Regions from separate parts of the Pan troglodytes genome. Here region 2 is linked to region 1. The links are chromatin contacts, called in public HiChIP or PLAC-seq maps. All regions are on one chromosome and are shown on one strand. Each heading gives the region's core, a stretch centred on a gene start, on an enhancer-like site or on the middle of the called end of the contact. The rest is flanking DNA. Distances are from core to core; before and after follow the strand shown. Region 1 holds the start of CFAP97 (cilia and flagella associated protein 97). Region 2 holds the start of ANKRD37 (ankyrin repeat domain 37).

Region 1 (2,680 bases), core at 66-2,565:
GGCTTGGGGGTGAGGTGCTGGGCCAGGGACCGAAGCAAGTTTCCTCATCGGCAAACGGTCATAAAGTTGCCTCCCACCGAGAACGGCCAGAAGAACCAAGCGGATCGCCAGGACCGTGCGCAGAGCCTGCACGTAGCGAACGCTGTGATTCCCTTCTTCCCCTCCCACGGCAAGCGACACCGAAGGTCTGGGGAGACCCTTAGGGTTGTGACTGAGGATGGTTGTCGAGTGACTACAGAGCCCAATAAATAACGCGCATCTCCTCCAGCACCGCGGAGCGCGGAGCCCGGAGCCCGCCGCGCTCGGGCGCCGGGGAACGCTCGCGTCCACGGCCGGGCCCGCAGCCTAGCCCCGTGGCTCCCGGCTTCCCGCTTCGACAAGGGCATGCCGCGGCCCCCCGGGGCTCGGGGCGCGGGAGCTGGCACCGGAAGCGGGGAGGGCCGGCGGAGCTAGGCGGCCAGGAGTCGGGTACTTACCCCCGGCGGGCGGCGGGCGGCTGAGGTCGCGGCCAGCCGGCTCCAGGCGGCGGCGAAGTCGGGCGGCTGGGCGCGCGGGCTCCGGCAGACGAGGGCAAACAGGGTCCCCAGCAGGAAGGCGGCCGCAGCGCAGCTCAGGTACAGGCTGAGCCTGAACAGGACGGAGCTCAGCCCCGCGGCCCCCGCCGCCTCCCCGCTGCCGGGCCCCAGGAAGGAGAGGGCCACGGCGGCGAGTGCGGCCACCGCCACGGGCTTCCACCAGCTCCGGCCGCCCGGGGCCCCCGGCGCCGCCGCTGCTGCCTCCGCGTCCCCCGGGGACTCCGGCCGCCGCTCGCCCCTGAAGCCCGAGACAGGACGGCCGCCGGCGCCTGCGGCCCGCGCGGGGCTGAGGCCGGCGCTGCCACTGTCGGTCGCATCGGGGTGCATGCTGCTTCCTGGGCCGCTAAGGACAGGCACATCTCCTGCCCCGCGGTCCCCCGCCGGCGCTCCGGAGGCAGGGGGAGCCCGCGCTCATGCCTCGCCCGCGGCCCACCGAGGGAGCGGCCCCCGCAGACGTCGCCGGGCCCCTCTCGGCGACCCCTCAGCGCCGCCACCAGGCGCTGGGCCCGTAGCTGCCGGGCCGGGCGCAGCCAGGGAGCCCCACCGTGTTGTGACTGAAGCCTGGCCAGCCTGACGCGGGCGGGGCGGGGCCGCCCTGAAGTGCGTGTCGGGCGGGGCCCGGAGCCACCGCGGCCGCTGAGTGACAGCCGGGAGGCGCCCACCCACAGCGCGGGGGCGGGGTCCGGGCCGGGGCCCCACGGGGAGAGGGCGCGACCCAGCGCGGCGCACACCTCTCTTTCCCACGCTCCCCTCCTCCTCTACAGGATGCCGTCTGTTCATGGAAAATTTTGCTGCAGGTGTCAGCGGCGCTGGTAATTCCCGAGCTCAGGTGATCCCGTAATTCTCCCTCTCCGCTCATCACTGACGAGTAACCTCTTCGCTTTGCTTACAGCCGGCAAACATTTCTGCCTGGTTTTCACTCGCTATTTAAATAGGCAACCGTTCCCGAGACTCCCTGTCACAGTTTCTAACGACCTTCCCTTTCCCACCCTGCCGCCTTAGGGAAGGAATCAGACACGTGCGGTGGAGTAAGTGAAGCCTGCAATTCCTAGCTATGGAAAGGTCCAAAGAAGTCGGCCTGGTGCAACAGGGTGCACGCAGCTGCCCATAATCACTTTGGCTCCACTTCTGGTTTTTGTTTTGTTTTGTTTTGTTTTTTGTTTTTTGCCAACTATTCAGTTCAAATGCTATCAGCCACGCAAAGGAACGTGGTCCAAATAATTTTTAGAGTATATATTTGCCTTTTCTTCTGTCATAGTCCCAGCCAGTAATATACAGATAACGCTTGCTAAGTAGATGCCAATATGCTACTTAAACACTGGCAATTACTGCTAAGACTAATAAAGAAGCAGATGTAGCTTTTGCTTTTAGTATCAATTGGTATTCATGGGCATTTCATTCTTTCTTTTTTTTTTTTTTTTTTTTTTTTTTTTTTTTTTGAGACGGAGTCTCTGTTGCCCAGGCTGGAGTGCAGTGGGGCGATCTCGGCTCACTGCAGTCTCTGCTTCCCGGGTTCAAGCCATTCTCCTGGCTCAGCCTCCCGAGTAGCTGGGATTACAGGCATGCACCACCACACCTAGCAAATTTTTGTATTTTTAGTAGAGACGGGGTTTCACCATATTGGCCAGGATGGTCTCAATCTCCTGACCTCGTGATCCGCCTGCCTCAGCCTCCCAAAGTGCTGGGGTTATAGGCGTAAGCCACCGCGCCCGGCCTCATTTCATTCTTTCTTAAACCTTCTAAGTCAGAAATGAAGAGTGCCTCATGCTAGATGTGACTTTGCCATGCCAAGGGGATGATCAAAATAAGTCACCAGTTTCCTTTCTCCTCCTTTTTTAAGAAAATAGGGGCGGGCACGGTGGCTCACGCCTGTAATCCCTACACTTTCGGAGGCTGAGGCGGGCAGATCATGAAGTTAGGAGTTCAAGACTAGCCTGGCCAACATAGTGAAACTTGAACCCCGGAGGTGGAGGTCGCAGTGAGCCGACATCGCGCCATTGCACTCCAGCTTGGGCAACAGAGTGAGACTTCGTCTCAAAAATAAAATAAAATAAATAAAGCAGTGTAATTAATTTTGAAGAAGCCCTTTTGCCTCTAAAATAGTT
Region 2 (2,680 bases), core at 86-2,585, 190 kb before region 1:
AGTTCGAGACCAGCCTGGCCAACATGGTGAAACCCTGTCTCTACTAAAAATACACAAATTAGTCGGGCACGGTGGCGCGTGCCTGTAATCCCACCTACTAGGGAGGCTGAGGCAGGAGAATCTCTTGAACCCAAGAAGCAGAGGTTGCAGTGAGCCGAGATCGCGCCATTGCACTCCAGTCTGGGCGACAAAAGCAAAACTCCGTCTCAAATAAATAAAAACGTGTAGCCATATGCACATACATTAAAATGTAAGCAAATAAAAAGAGTTCTTCCAGAAAAGTTTACAATTTAAAATTCACCATGCTTTAATATTCAGTGGAAGATGCAAACTACAGTAAGAAAATTCTTTAGGAAATTAGAATGCTTGTGGACATAGCTCCTAAGTATTTCAATTGCTGCAGGGAGACTTTTGGTAATGTAGCAATTCTTTTGAAATAAACTAGATCTGTGCTGTTCAATATGATAGTCAACAGCCACTTAAGGCTAGAGTATTTTAAATGTGGCTAGTCTGATTTGAGATACGCTGTCACACCAGATTGTGAAGACACAGAATAAAAGGAAATGTAAAATAATCAGCAATTGCTTTGATTACATATTGAACTGATAACATTTTGGACAAATTGGGTCAAATACTAAAATTTCATGTTTCGTTTATTAATGTGGCTACTTAAAAACTTGAAATTTCTCATGTCCTCACATCAAGACTGGAAAAAAACTCTTAAATTACATCTGTGTCTTGCATTATATTTCTGTTGGACATCGCTGCTATAGACATGTTTTTAACAGCTGAAACAACTCTTGGCGTCTGAGAAATGTTTGTGTCTGGGTTGGAGGGGACGGCTGTACACAGCAACAGTTACCTAGTTACCTGCTGGTTGAGGTCAGCGCCCGTTTGCAGCTGCCAGAGAAGAAAGCAAGCAAGGCCGCTTCCTGCGGCTAAGTGGGCAGGTGACTGCTTGCAGGGATCCGGGGGTGCGTTGACCGAGGCCCCTGTCTCCAGCAAATGCTTCAGACCATCCACCTGCAGGAAGAGAACAGATCCAGCACCCTTCCCACCTTTGTCCAGTCCCGCGCCCCTCCGGGCTGGAAACCTCCCCGCCCTTCACAACCAGCTCTGACCAGGCAGCGCCCAGTGGTCCGTCCCCGCATTAACGAGAAGACGAATCTAGAAGCTTGAGCCTGCAGGACAAAAGCTCGGGCTCTGTGAGCCCGAATCTCACCTCGGGGTTGCAATCCAGCAACAGCATTTCCCGTCTAAGGCAGATGACAAGAGTCCTTGGAAGTGCAGAGCGGTGAGACACTCGCCGCACCCCGACAGGTAAGAATGCGCAGGCCGGCCCTAGCACGGGAGAATTTAAAGACCGCTGGGACTTCCGGGCCGGCCCTCGGCAGCCGCGCCCCAGCTCCGGTTACGCCCGAGCAGCCTAATCCTCAACGACCTGGACCCCGTCCAGCCCACGCCACGGCCGCACGTACACAAACACTGGCACGTGGAGCCCGGCGCCGGGGGCAGGAGGAGGGGGCGGGCGCGCGAGGCCATCCGCCGATTGGCCAGCTGTGGATGCGTCAGGCCCTCCCACCTCGGGGCGGGGCCCACGGCGGCCCCACGGAGCCTCAGCGCGCGTGCGCAGGGTAAGTCAGTGGGTGTGAGAGGACTGGAGTAGAAGCGGGTGGGGCTCCGCGGCCGCCATGAGGCGCGCTGAGTTTGACACGTCTCCCGGTAGTGCGCCCGCCCTTTAATCCTTACGGAGAAGCGGGAGTTTCGGCTGCAGGTTTTGGCTCTGCCGGCGCGCACGTAACCAGGAAACCGGGAGCCACACGCAGCTCCCCGTCGACGCCGCCTTCAGAAGCCGCTGTGCACTGCGCTGCTGCCGCCTCGGCGCCGGGGAACGCAAGTTCCTTTACCTCGCGCGCAGTCGCCCGCCTCCCAAGCCGGGAGGTGAAGGCAGGGACGGCGAGCGCGAACTCGAGGGGATGGCTGTCCCGAGTGGCAACGGCCGAGCCCGGCCCGCGCAGGGACCCTTGTGGAGGGGCCCTCGGGGAGAGGCCGCAGTACGCTGGGGTCGTCACGCTGGTCCACGCCGGGCTCTCCTCCCGGGAGAGCGGAGCCGGCCGCGTGCGATTCGGACCCGCGGGGCTGGTGAAGCCGCTGTCCGGCCCCGCGGGTGCTGTCGGGCCTGCGTCACTGCTTTTTGTAGAACATGACCTGACTTCCGATGGCAGCTACTGACGTCAGAGCTGCTCCCTAGACTCTCCCTAAGCGTCTTTCCAGAAGGATCTGCTTAGAAACCAAAGCTCCAGCCGAGTGTTTCTTTTCCCCTACATTTTTAGTGATTCTTTTCTGTTGATGCCTTTGAAAGCTCGGAGAAATAAATACGTTTATTGTTGTGCTGTTAGAAGACAAGCTCATGCTTGTCCTCTAAAGATAAGTGGTCTTTTCATTCTACTTTTTGTTTTGTAGTAAAAGCCATAAAATTTGCAATCGCAAGTTTATGTTGTTAGTTACCCAAGGGGTAGTTTTAAGCATTTTTATTCATATGAATATTTGAACATAAATGTGTGTTCAAATATATAGAATCGTTCTTATATTCCACATTTTTAATATTTAAACTATTCACAATATCTTTTAATGATGTTTAAAGAACGGCAGTGTAGAGATACTGTTGTCAGATTTGTGA

What was found. HiChIP or PLAC-seq counts read pairs in DNA pulled down with a chosen protein or histone mark.
Region 2: an H3K4me3 HiChIP or PLAC-seq map of stem cell-derived excitatory neurons shows a contact between it and region 1, with 3 times the contacts expected there. The contact joins the promoter of ANKRD37 here to the promoter of CFAP97 in region 1. A contact is called at or near these places in 2 of 7 Hi-C or Micro-C datasets (blood and stem cell-derived neural progenitor cells) and 1 of 1 datasets of contacts at active chromatin or transcription factors (stem cell-derived excitatory neurons).

Annotation. Positions count from the first base shown.
Region 1 is chr3:186,849,497-186,852,176 of NHGRI_mPanTro3-v2.0_pri, reverse strand. CFAP97 (cilia and flagella associated protein 97) reads left to right here and starts at 1,315. Exons shown (of 6, transcript XM_063809287.1): 1 at 1,315-1,404. All of the region lies in intron 2 of SNX25 (sorting nexin 25), which reads right to left.
Region 2 is chr3:187,034,569-187,037,248 of NHGRI_mPanTro3-v2.0_pri, reverse strand. ANKRD37 (ankyrin repeat domain 37) reads right to left here and starts at 1,335. Exons shown (of 5, transcript XM_009448654.5): 1 at 1,223-1,335; 2 at 871-1,023. The coding sequence starts at 1,249. It overlaps LRP2BP (LRP2 binding protein), which reads left to right and starts at 865. Exons shown (of 10, transcript NM_001280149.1): 1 at 865-1,320.